Linked DNA regions of Mus musculus: regions 1 and 3 are each linked to region 2. Evidence: chromatin contacts called from public HiChIP or PLAC-seq data. All regions are on one chromosome and are shown on one strand. Each heading gives the region's core, a stretch centred on a gene start, on an enhancer-like site or on the middle of the called end of the contact. The rest is flanking DNA. Distances are from core to core; before and after follow the strand shown. Region 1 overlaps Camkmt (calmodulin-lysine N-methyltransferase). Region 2 holds the start of Lrpprc (leucine-rich PPR-motif containing). Region 3 overlaps Camkmt (calmodulin-lysine N-methyltransferase).

Region 1 (4,105 bases), core at 944-3,443, 400 kb after region 2:
TACGAAACAAGACGAATCACTGTTTGAGAGAAAAGAATGGGGGTTACCTTGCTTGATTTAAAGAAAAGATTTCTTGGTAATATGTTTAAGACATCTAAGATGCCTTTTGTCCTTGGAGCAGCTCTGCAGTTCGGTGCTTGAGTCGATATTGCAATTTAATACTGCACCTACAAAGAAAATTACAGTTTTTAAACTGTTTATTCCAAGTGCTTTCAAAATGAAGACACTACAAAAGTGGTAAAAGTGTGCTGTTGAAAAAAATGAAGTAGAAGATTATTAATTCCTTAAAGATCAAGCATATTGCAAATTCAAATGATCCCACTCATTATCAACATGGGGTCTCTCTACAGGTTTGCATATTATAATATGTTCTTAAAATGGGATACATAATGACTTTGTAGATCAACTATTTATATTTCGTAGCAGCTGAATCCCTTTCTTGCTGTGAAATATGTTCATTTTATTGTGATAATATGAATGCATAGGAAGGCAATAAAGGAAATGTTAAATCGTGCTTCATTCAGGTTTTAAAAGAACCCTGTCCATTTTAAAGACTTTCGAGTAACTTAATTTTAAAAAGAAATTGTTTTGTGAAAAGATGCTTGAAAGCGTGTGTTCCATGTAGCAGGTCATCAATGTCTTTTTGAAACTTTTAAGACACTTCAGTGTGTGTGTGTGTGTGTGTGTAGGGTGCACATGCACCATTGCAGGTGTGTGAAAGTCGGAGAATCACTTGAGGGAACCGGTTCTCTTTCCTGCTACGTGGGATTGAATCCGGGCTGTCAGGCTTGGCGGCTGGCTAGCACCTTCTCCCAGCGAATCACCTCACTGACCCAGAGCTTTCTTTGAAATTAAATGATTTCCATGATTGGTCACTAGAAATCTCTAGTTTGTAGCCCACTGAGCTGGTGGCTTTGGACGTGTCTTATAATTTCTCTCTCTGTCCTTTACCTCATCTGTAAGATGGAGGTAATGTTCCATACAGTGTGTAAAGGGTCAGTGCTTGCACATAGAAGGTACCTAGCATAGAGCATAGGGTGGGTACTAACTATAGCATAGTGGTTATGGTCTGAGGGACCTACTACTTAGCAAGTTTTCATGCAGTTATATCAAAGGGAGTCTAAGTGTATGCATGGCATGGCACATGCAAGGAGGTGTGTGTGCATGCATGCATGCGTATGTGTGTGTGTGCGCATGGTGTTAGCCGTTACTAGCTTTTGCCATTTTCTGTAGTAATGGGTAATGGTTCACTACTCCATGAGGATGGTGTTTCTAACGGCACAACGGGCAGTATTCATTTCTGATACAGGCAGACTGAATGTCTGCTACCTGTTACAATGGTTTCTGCTTTGTTTATAATCTTTATTATGTTTTCTTTTGGAGATAGTGAAACCCTTTGTTTCTGTCCTTATTTATAACACTACATAGCTAACATTTAAAATGCTTTATATCTTTGACAATTACAAAACTGTTGGCTATTTTAGTAGACACAGGAGACAGTCAAAGGGAAGTGTCACTTGATGGTTACGATGAAAAGATAAAAGTGAACTCCTTTTCTTTTTAAAGAAAATTATGCCAGCATCTTCAACCCGTGTTGCTACTATTCAAGGTTTGAGTTTACGGTTCCATACAGTAAGTAAGTATATACTCTTGTTCTTAGGATGTGTAAAGTTACAAGAAACCTCATGAAAAGGCCAACTCTGTCATCACTATCCCAGAGGAATGAATTCTGGAAAAAAGGCGGTAGTTTGGGTAACTGGCATTTTGCACTTTCCTAAACCTTCCCCACCACCAGGCCCCGCCCCCGCACCCCCACTCCCGCTCCCGCCCCTTGCCGCGAGTCTCTGCAGAATACCTGTCTTTTCTGGTCTGGTTGGTGCAGAATGGCTGAGTGAGAGCAGATTAGCAATTTGAGCTAGACTTTGTGAGTCTGTTGTTTATCGTCATGAATTTTGCAGAGTTCAAGGAGGTGTTTTTTTTTTTTTTTTTAAATCCTCCCTATCACAAATCACCTAGCAGCTAGATTCAAGCGGAAGTTGGAGTTTATTTTACAAAACATGAAAAAGCTTTTAAACCAACGTCTTTGAGGTAAATCTGTAGCCAAAGTGAGGCCACCTGCTGTTTAGAAAAGTGCTTACACGCTCAGGACATTTCTGTCCCCAGTGGAGGAGCTCGCCGAGTAAAAGACTGCCATTGCAGATCCTGCCCGACAGGTGGCAGCAGTTCCCACAGTTTCAGAGCATAACAATAGCTGGCTCTGTGGCTCCAAGAATAAAGCTGTCATGAACTCATGGGATCTTTATACAGTAAGGGCTCTTCTTTGAAATGTGATACATGAGAAAATTACCATTAGTTTTTAGTTCCCCTTTTAAGGTTTAAGTAGCTTATCTTTTTTTTTCTTTTTGTAAGTTCCATTTTGTATTTGAAATCCTGCCCCCAAACAAGTGTTAACAGCCACTGCTTTTTTTTCTTTTCTTTTTTTTTTTTTTTTTTTTTTTTTTTGTGGTCTTGTATTATAAAGTCTGAGTCTTTGGGTTATCTAAGGGAAAGCTATGCTGCTAACTTCTGTCTCCCTTTTCTTCCCCCCTCCCCGTGCCCTAATTACAAGAATAATCCATTGTTAATTTTGACTGCTGCTGCGGTCTCCGAGAAGGAAATCCTAGCTGCTGTCTGTGCGAGCCTAATTTCCCTGTGCTCAGGAGTTGAGTGGTTAATGGTTTAACAGCGCCATTCACCTTCTAGGAGGCTTTGAACCAAATCGTAGCACCTCTGAGAGACTGATTTTGCAACTGTCTATAAAAAGAAGGGTTTTTGAATAATGCCTGGGGCAGCTTCTGATCCTCTGATAGCCGGCAGCAGCATACCTTTTGGTACACACAGACGCTTCCCCTGTCCGAAATGCCTTGTAGGTGTGGGGAGTGTGGGCTGCTTGTCCATTTTAATGGTAAAAGTGACTACCTAAAATGTATTCCCTGGTAATTGTCTTAATTCATAGAGGTACATTCTTAAGTGAACTCGTCTTTTTAATTCAAATCAAAATAGAATTAAGCCTACCTTCGAAAATGTTTTTTTTCCCAGAAATTCTGTAGCAACCACTGTCTTATTATTCAAATTAATCATCCAGAAACCTTAATGTGATAATTTATTCAAGTTAATATGAAAATCTGAGGATTTTATTTTTTTTAATTTAGAAAAGACTAGGCATTATTTATTTATCCATCTGTCTGCCTGTCCGTCCTCCAGCCATCTACCATGTAGAGATGGTAACAGTGGCCCGTTGTGTGCAGTTCATGAGCATCTTTGTGCATTTTGAAGGGAGTATCTCGAGCTGTTACTGTTTGGAGCTCATTGATTTTTTTTTTTTTTAATCTGTCACCTACATTTTTTTTTGAACTTTGCAGAATTATAGGTTCTTAGAGCGAATCTATTTCTATTAAGTAAGTATAGCATTGAACTATTTCAAATGAAAACATACATCTTCCTGAGCACTATCCACATCCACAGAAATGCATATGTTTAGTTCTGATAGATAAAGGGAATGTGGGATTTCATGTTGTAAAACATTGTTATTCCTTAAGAACAAGGTACATGCCTAAACTTGCCTATCATCTATAGACCGCAGCAGTTAGTCAACGCCTCAGAACAGCATAGGGTGATGTTCCAGTCAGAATCAGGCTCTACTGCCCTATCCACCCAGCGTGTATAAAAGGATGGTAATAAAAGCAAAGACGTTTCCTAAGAATCTCACATGCTCTAAACTGCTACATCTAAATAGTTATTAAGTAGCATTGTCTGCAACTTGAAAAATAGTGGTTTTTAAAGTAACTACTATGAGCAAGAGTATAAGTAAGTTTCTTTTTACTTGAATACTTTTCATGGTAAATATTGATAAAAATGTTTTTGAAGGAATAATGACAATTTAATAATATGAATTTTGGTCCTTGATGGATTTTGGCCAGGGTTGGGGGCGTATTTAAATAGCTAACCCCCAAGCCCGTCTTTGGAAGCTGGGCTCCCTAGGCTATCTGCAACCGTTCCTCTGTGCTTTAGAGATGTCCCACTCACCGGAGACCCAACATGCCGCAGCACAACCCCGTGGTTTCTT
Region 2 (4,278 bases), core at 1,555-4,054:
AGCATGAGTTCTATGATTTAAAAAATGTAAATGGGGCTGGGGAGGTGGCTCAGCAGTTAAGAACACTTCCTGCCAAGTGACCCAAGTTCAGTACCCAGAACCCACGTCAGTACAACTCCAGGGGCCTCGACACCTTCTGAAGGCACCACACACACAAACACATACAACAGAAAGAATATTTTTTTTCTAAATAGTTAAGATTCTGGTCATATGGTACACACATTTTATTCCAGCACTTGGAAGGCAGAAACAGGTCGTTCTCTGTGAGTTTAAGTCCCAAAACAGCCAGGTATCTATATACAGATACTGTATCAAAAAAAAAAAAAGTAAGAAATGGAACGAAGCCTCAGGTGCAGTGTGAAAACAGTGTGCGACAGGGAATGAGAAGCTAGCAAAGGAGACAGGAAACCATGGGCAAGAAAGAGAGCAAGTGGGACGCTTCTAGAATAAATAGAATCCTGAGAAAGGTTGTGTTTTCCACACAGGCTTAGAAGCTGTGGGATAGGAGACTGGCCGGAAAGTGTTCAAAGTCCAGAGAAAGAGAACAAATACTACTTCACTGGCTGCCATGACCTAACACGCGTTAACAAGACCACGTACTATGCTTGAGCAGTTTCCTCTCTACGGGGAAACACGCGTGTGGGGAAACACGTGCGTGGGTCACCCCGGCATAGTCATGTTACTGCTTACAGCTTTTCTTCCATTTATCTTTTGTATGTGCATGGATACTGTGGAGGTCACAGACAAGTTGTGGGAGCCGTTCTCTCCTTCCATGTGGGTCCTGCAATCAAACAAAGGTCACCAGGCTTGCAGAGAAAGTACCTTTTCTTGATGAGCCACCATGCTGGCTGACCCCATGCAGCCAGTTTTTCGGATCGTGGGAGAGACAGCTTCTGAAGAGACACCCGGATGCTGAATGACTGAACAAGCTTTACAAAGACACCCAATGCCCTCCCTTACAGACAAGTCAGAACCAGGGGAGCTTGGTCAAAGGTCCATCCGAGTATGCAGCGAGGAAGTGGAACCCGGGTCTGATGAACACACAGATGTGTCACTAAAATGTGTTCAGTTTCTGCCAAACCCAACAGCAAACATCAATGCCTGCACTGTAGCAGCACTAGCCCTGGCCCCGAGGGGCCTCGGGTGAAGGACTAGATTCTAGTCACTAGAGGAAAGCTAAAGGAACCAGCACTGCTGTCTCAGAAGACATGAAAGTTAGGGCATGATTTCACTGTTCAAGCCTACCACAAAAATAGAGGCAAGACCCTAACTTACAAATAAGCATCTCTCCAAAGACAACCAAGTTGTTCAGACATCATGAAGCATTTCCTTCATCTATCTAGTTATACGCCGTGCCGGGCTGGCCCGTGAAGACAGTTACTTCTATTACAGTGTTATTATAATATACATCAAGCCCTGTATCTCATGAAATAGTCCTAACCTTATACGGTGTCCACCTGTGTACCTAAAGAAACTTAAGGCCTGGGCTGCTGAGTGATTTGTCCAATAGCCTAATGCAAATAAGCCAAAGCACCCTCAGTCCATGGCTCCCCACTCCAGATCATACTTCCTAAGTCTGTTTGCTAGACCCCAAAGTTCTAGTGTGGGGTGTACAACTGTCAATTTCTTTCCGGTACTAAAACCTAAGCACCCAACCTTCCTTTATCAGTTGTCAAGAATATCTATGTTCTTTAAGTGAACATACTTGTTTCCCTATAACCTCAATCCAGAAAGGCATATACTCACAAAAATACATGACACTAACTAGGAACTTAACTTGTTTTTGCAGTAGGTACATAGATCCCAACAGAGCACCTTGCACGCGTCCTTTAATCCATTCTAGTGTGACAATCTCCAACCCATGACATCTGTGTAAATACTGAAGGAAAATTCCACTCAGCACAACGCAAGCAAAAACCCGAACTGGCCATGATCAAATGTCAAGTTCTAAACTATCCCTAGATCACTAGAACTTCAAACCCCAATCCCAAGAAAAAGAAAATGAAAAACCAAAGCCTCGTAAGACTACAGACTAGCAGGTTACTGGTCACCAGCGTGCGAGAGCACCCAGGAAGGGTACTCCTAAGGAAAGGCACAACGCCTGTCCCCACCTCAGCCCCATCCACTCCCCCAAAGCCATTGAGCTTCACGGGCCTTTCCAAAGCTAGAGCAGGCAGAGACCTCAAGCAGCAAGCCGGAAGCCAGCCATGCCCTCGACCATGACCTTCTCAAGACTCTCAACCTTGTCACCCCAAACCACTGGCAAAGCATGGGGGAGGGGGTGGCCTCATGCCTGAGAAGCCGGGACCACGGAATTGGAGCAAACGAGCAGGACACCAGCCCGTCCACCGCAGCCAGTCAGGAGGAAGGGTCCGGTACTCACCCTGCAGCCGGCCGGCTACCAACAGCCGCGACCCGGACGACGGAGGACAGCCGGCCCGGGACGCCCGCAGGGAGGCGCAGGGACAGCGGGAGGCGCGGGGCCGCCGCGGCCCCGAGCAGCCAACGCGCGGGTCTCAGCAGGGCTGCCATGGCTCAGCGTACCCAAGGCAGGATAGGATGCACGCTCCTGCAGAGGACCTGGAGGAGCACGTGACGACCCGGTCGCCCCTAGTGGGACAAACTAAGGACCGAGGGCGTCCAGCGGAGGAGGAGGCAGATCCCCGCCAAGGCTCACGGGAGAGGCAAGCCGAGTTCGCGGGATACCCTGGATCCGCCTTCTGTTTTACTATACATTGTTTTTTGTCTTCCGTTCACAGTGTCCCTGTTCCCTTGTCCAGCGCCCCGGCTCTCAGCGAGCCTGGCGACAACACCCCTCCACTTTGAAGTTGGTAGAGCCCACTAGAGGTCGGCTCCGCCCATGCGCGCGCAAGGGCTTGTGGGGGGCCAACTAGGAGCGACACCGAGGGTTGCTGGGAAGGGCCGACCGTGCAGATCCCGGGGTGCCTACGACGTTCCAGCCTTGCGCCTCGGTTGCTACCGAGCCGCTGCCCTAGCTGCTCAGTGACGTAGTTCCTGCCGTAGCTCTCAGAAACGGCGGCCAGAGAAAAGCTTGACGAAGAGAACTGGGAGGCTGTGGACCTCCAGGTTAGCTACATGCTATTTGTGTGACTGGGGATGGGGTAGATAAATATACAGAACTCATCCTAAGTGCCTCGCTTCATGAAATCAATGGATTCTAATAAAGGTCGTATAATTTTAAATGTCAAGGTTGAAGTTTCTTTTTCTCAGTGCCCCGCTCCTTCCAGTTAATGCACTAAGCAACTAAGGTAGTGAGTGGTGCAATTGTCTGAGGATAGGTCTGGAGCTAGGAAAACAAGTTCTTGCCCTCACAGAGCTCGCATACTGAAAGGGTTCCCTGTGCACTCGTGTGAACCCGGGAACAGGTTTCCACTCTACTTAGTTATTCCTTGACTGCTACCAAGTGAACAGTCAAATTCTCCCTCTGCAAGTTTTCCCATGTGGCTGTTTCTTCTGCTAGCCAACAAACTTCAGAGTGCCCAGAATGAGAATGCAGCCTCTTTTATGGCGGAAGCTCGTGATCAGTTGAAGACACTTCGTGCTTTGAGCATTTATTGAATGGATATACGTTCAGAGTTAACTTGGCTTAGCTTTCTTTTGGAGAAGCTAATACCGCCCTGCAAGATGAAGTTACTCTGAGTTACTATAGAGCACTATGATAGAATATAATTCATTCTCTCATTCAGCATTAGTACTATTTATTGAGCACATATTTTGTGTCAGGCACTATTTGGAATGCTGGGAATACAACATGGGGGGGGGGATCTCAATTTAGACAAAATTCCGTACATCTAAAGAAACATAAGAATTGTGATATAAATAAAAGATTAAGGTAGGTTACGGTCTGTGGTGATTAATCTTGATAGGATTTACTATCACCTTGGAAACCAGACTTTAAGCCAGTGAGGGAGTTTTTACATTGGATTAGTTGAAGTGGCAAGACCCACCCTGAATGTGAATGACACCACTGGGTCCCACTGAGTGTAGGTGTGACGCAAAATCATTTGCTTTTTTAAAAAAATATATTTATTTTATTATGTGTATGAGTGTTTTGCCTGCATGTATGTGTGTAACCACAAGTGTGCCTGGTGCCCTTGAAGGTCAGGAGAGGGCTTCAGATGTCCTGGGAGTGCAGTTAGAGACAGATACAAGCTGCTGTGGTGGTTGCTGGGAAACGAACCTACCAGCAGAATGCAGAGAGTCCAGGCATTTGCCACACCCAAGGAAGGCTAGGGCTCTGGATGCAAATGTGAAACG
Region 3 (4,235 bases), core at 580-3,079, 370 kb after region 2:
TTTGCAGGAGGAGCTAATGATCCAATCTGTGCTGAGAGATGTTTTCTCTCTAGCCGCGGGGCGGAGGGTGCGCTGCAGTTGTCCTCCCATCCAGGACACAGAGATGGAATTCCGGAAAGGGGAATTTGAAGACTCCTCTGCAGACGTCAGGTGTGTGAGGGCGGGGTCTGTAGCTCTGCAGCAATGCCCCTGTCCAACGAGTGTGAGGCAGTGGGTTCAATTGACAGCACCACAGATGGGAAGATGGATAGATGGATGGATGGATGGATGGATGGATGGATGGATGATAGATAGAGAGATAGATAGGTAGATAGATAGATAGATAGATAGATAGATGGATAGGTAGAAGAGATACTGATTAGTAGTAGTAGTTTGGTTAAATATAGGTTAAACAAGGTCTGTGTTCAGTGTGATCGAATTGTTGGTAGCACCCAGTCACTGTTTCCAGTATTCTGTGGCACCCAACTGAGTTTTATGATGATTTTTTTTTATGATGTTAATCTTTTGGAACTTTTTTTTGTTGTTGTTTTTTTGAGACAGGGTTTCTCTGTATAGCCCTGGCTGTCTTGGAACTCACTTTGTAGACCAGGCTGGCCTCGAACTCAGAAATCCGCCTGCCTCTGCCACCCGAGTGCTGGGATTAAAGGCGTGTGCCACCAGTGCCCAGCCATTTTGGAACATTTAAAAAAATTTTTTTATTTATTTTCTGTACATGAGTACACAGTAGCTGTCTTCAGACACACCAGAAGAGGGCATCAGATCCCATTACAGATGGTTGTGAGCCACCATGTGGTTGCTGGGAATTGAACTCAGGCCCTCTGGAAGAGCAGTGAGTGTTCTTAACCGCTGAGCCATCTCTCCAGCCCCCTTTTGAAACATTTTTTTTAAAGATTTATTTATTTATTATGTAAGTACACTGTAGCTGTCTTCAGACACTCCAGAAGAGGGTGACCCCTCTCCTCTTCTGGATCTCGTTATGGATGGTTGTGAGCCACCATGTGGTTGCTGGGATTTGAACTCAGGACCTTCGGAAGAGCAGTCAGTGCTCTTAACCGCTGAGCCATCTCTCCAGCCCCTTTTGAAACATTTTAACATTTATTTTACAGCATTTATGTAGCAATAATTTAAAAACTTTTCAAGAATAGACTCCCATTTGGAATTTTCAAGCTCATTCATCATTGTCTGCATCTTGTTACGCTAGGAAAATGACTGACAGGTGGAAATGCACAAATGCTGACTGTGTATGTGTAGCTCAGCATGCGATGTGCAACCCTGAAGAATGAACGAACGAACGAACGAACGAACAAACGAACGAACGGCCTACTTAAACTACCTTTCCCGCTCTCCCACGGTCAGGCGATGCAGTTATGAGGTAATTGAGTAGGACTCAGAGAGCTATGCCTCCTTGTTTCCTACCTTTCCCGCTCTCCCACGGTCAGGCGATGCAGTTATGAGGTAATTGAGTAGGACTCAGAGAGCTATGCCTCCTTGTTTCCTACCTTTCCCGCTCTCCCACGGTCAGGCGATGCAGTTATGAGGTAATTGAGTAGGACTCAGAGAGCTATGCCTCCTTGTTTCCTACCTTTCCCGCTCTCGCACGGTCAGGCGATGCAGTTATGAGGTAATTGAGTAGGACTCAGAGAGCTATGCCTCCTTGTTTCTAGTTTTGCTGACCTCTGGGACTTTCTTTTTAGGTCAGTTCCTTTAGGGTCACAGGGCAGAGGTCATCTCCATCAGAAAGGGGCTTAGGAACAGAGCACACTTACTTTATCCTTTTACCATGTTTGTCTAACCGGAAGTTCCTGGAGTCAAGTGATCCCTCAGCCTCTGGTCTCCTGAGTAACTGAGACTGAAGTTGTGTGTCACAGTCTCTTAAGTAGCGCATTCATTCCCTTCCCCTCGCTGCCCTCCCCTCCCTTTCTGTCCCCTCCCCTTCCCTCTTCTTTCTTTGTTGATTTTTGAGATAGACTGTCTTTATAGTCTAGGATGGCCTTGAACTTTGCCAGCCCATCCTAGGCATTCCCGTTCATGTTCCACAGATGTACCCTCACTCTCACCATTCTGTGCTATGGTTGCTGATTTTAAGCCACAAAACCTTTGTCCCTTGTTTTTTCTCATTAACCATTTTTTTTTAAATGGCATTATTTTTCCAACGAACTCCTTTTAAGTTGGAGGGGTCAGAATTCTCCCTTTATAGCTGTATTGATATTTCTGCTTTTTCTCAAAATAGCTTGTGTTACATCAGCCCTTCTGCCTGAATTCCACACCTTGAGAGAGGAATGTGCGCATTCAGTGCTGTGCCTGTCCCCACCCAGGTTACGCCCTACCCTGTCTTTGTCCCAGCTCCACTTTCTTGGTAACTTTTCCTGCTCACTTGCTGTCTGTTTAAATGTCAGAACACTTTCCCTGTGACTCAGTACATATTTATATTCCAGTCTCTTTTTCTGTTTGAGACGTCTTCATGCTCTTCATGGCTTTTGATTTGACTTGCTAGAAAATAGTTATCCTTTGCCCACATCATGAGTTTTCAGGATTATAAAACTCTTTGACCTTTAAACTATGACTAACAATCTGCTGCAATCATTGCTGGTAGGTGAGAAGATGCAGACTAAACTGTGAGTGAGCTACAAGATCAGAGTGCTGACTCTCTGGCCTGAATCTTCACCATTCTCATCGAGAGAGTAGCTCTCGTTGCCAAGGCCGTGGATCTTAATTTACTTGGTATTGTGTTGTATTCTAGCATGTTCTAGGACAAGAATATCCTCCTTCCTTCCTCTCTCTCTCTCTCTTTCTCTCTCTCTCTCTTTCTTTCCTTTCTTGAAGGTTTCTCTGTATAACCAGGTTGGCCTCGAACTCAGAGATCCAACCAGCCTGTGGTCCCCACAAGTGCTGGGATTAAAGGTGTGCAGCACCACTGCCCAGCTAAATATAGTGTTTTATGGAGTCATCAAATATACATGCTTAACTGTATAAAAAAAGCAGTTATAATTTCTTAACCCAATACAGAATAAGTAATACCCTTTAATTTGTTGAGTTTTTCTCCTGCTTCCCCCATATCTCTGTATCTATCATCTATTTTTATCTATCTATCTATCTATCTATCTATCTATCTATCTATCTATCTATCTATCCATCTCTCTATCATCTATGTATCTATCATCTATCTGTCTTATCTATTTTTAATCTATCATCTATGTATCTATCACCTATGTATCTATATATCTATGTATTTATGTATCTATGTATGTATGTATCTATCATCTATCTTATCTATTTATAATCTATCATCTAAATATCTATCATCTATGTATCTATCATCTATCACCTATCTATGTATCTATGCATCTGTGTATCTATCTATCCATCTATATCTATATATCATCTATCAAACATCTATTTATCTAATATCTATCTATCTATCTATCTATCTACCTATCTATTGCTTTATCTATCTAACATCTATCTATCTATCTATCAATTAACCATCTGTGTCTGTATCATCTCTATATATCTATAGACAAGAAGGTTTCAGTTTTCTGCTGTATCCCTCTGTCGATATCAATTAGTGAGTGCTTCTGTAGAAGGTGATTTGAAGACTTGGAACTACAAATCAGTCTGATAATTGGGTTCTATCTTTTCTATTTTGAGCCACAGTGTTCTGAGTATTTTGACACAGGAGCTTTTATACTTGAAATAATATAAAAGCAAGAGAATATTCTCTTTCATCTGCATTTCTGAGACTTAAGCTACATTTTTTCCCTTTTCTTTCCTTCAGTGTCTACTGTGTGCAGGTAACACAGGAGTGATGCAGAAGAGGCTGCCCCTCCGTAGTCCTTAAGAGAAACATCTGCTCCCTTGGTGAATGGGCATGCTGGTAGCAGCTTGGGAGATAAATCAATCTGGCCCAGTGGTTTAACTTTTCCTAAGTGAGCTTCCACCTAAGAGAAGGAACTGTACAGATGCAGGGAGGAGAAAGCTGTGTGGCTGGGCCCTGCCACCGGCCCTGTCAACATCCTCAGAGGCCAGACGGAAAGAGGGGCTCATCAGGCTCAGAGACATCAGATGGAATACCCCATAGAGCTTGCTTGCTCTGTCACTGTCTCTGTCTCTGTCCCTCTGTCTGTCTTTTTCTTTCTCTCTCTGTATGCATGCGTAAAGTAAAACTACATACATAAAACCAAAATGTACATGTGCATATGAAGCAAGATAAAATGCATATCATTTTACATCTGCTT

The links. HiChIP or PLAC-seq counts read pairs in DNA pulled down with a chosen protein or histone mark.
Region 1: an H3K27ac HiChIP or PLAC-seq map of embryonic stem cells shows a contact between it and region 2, with 3 times the contacts expected there. The contact joins the enhancer-like site here to the promoter of Lrpprc in region 2. A contact is called at or near these places in 2 of 39 promoter capture datasets (hippocampal neurons and liver) and 6 of 115 datasets of contacts at active chromatin or transcription factors (the SCID.adh cell line, bone marrow-derived macrophages, embryonic stem cells and 1 more).
Region 3: a contact with region 2 is called in an H3K27ac HiChIP or PLAC-seq map of extraembryonic endoderm stem cells, with 3 times the contacts expected there. The contact joins the enhancer-like site here to the promoter of Lrpprc in region 2. A contact is called at or near these places in 1 of 39 promoter capture datasets (hippocampal neurons) and 4 of 115 datasets of contacts at active chromatin or transcription factors (the SCID.adh cell line, embryonic stem cells and extraembryonic endoderm stem cells).

What each region holds. Positions count from the first base shown.
Region 1 is chr17:85,187,563-85,191,667 of GRCm38.p6, forward strand. All of the region lies in intron 3 of Camkmt (calmodulin-lysine N-methyltransferase), which reads left to right. Among named protein-coding and RNA genes, the nearest start is that of Gm36826, 32 kb to the left of the region's middle. Within about 2 kb of position 2,194, at least 23 of the 459 cell types and tissues checked have an H3K27ac peak or open chromatin away from gene starts, as enhancers often do. A contact at or near this core is called in embryonic stem cells, where this site is marked.
Region 2 is chr17:84,787,982-84,792,259 of GRCm38.p6, forward strand. Lrpprc (leucine-rich PPR-motif containing) reads right to left here and starts at 2,805. Exons shown (of 38, transcript NM_028233.2): 1 at 2,384-2,805. The coding sequence starts at 2,532.
Region 3 is chr17:85,160,837-85,165,071 of GRCm38.p6, forward strand. The region is part of intron 3 of Camkmt (calmodulin-lysine N-methyltransferase); the gene reads left to right. Gm36826 (a long non-coding RNA gene) reads left to right here. Exons shown (of 3, transcript XR_877067.3): 2 at 54-150; 3 at 1,202-3,125. Among named protein-coding and RNA genes, the nearest start is that of Gm36826, 4.9 kb to the left of the region's middle. Within about 2 kb of position 1,830, at least 39 of the 459 cell types and tissues checked have an H3K27ac peak or open chromatin away from gene starts, as enhancers often do. A contact at or near this core is called in embryonic stem cells and extraembryonic endoderm stem cells, where this site is marked.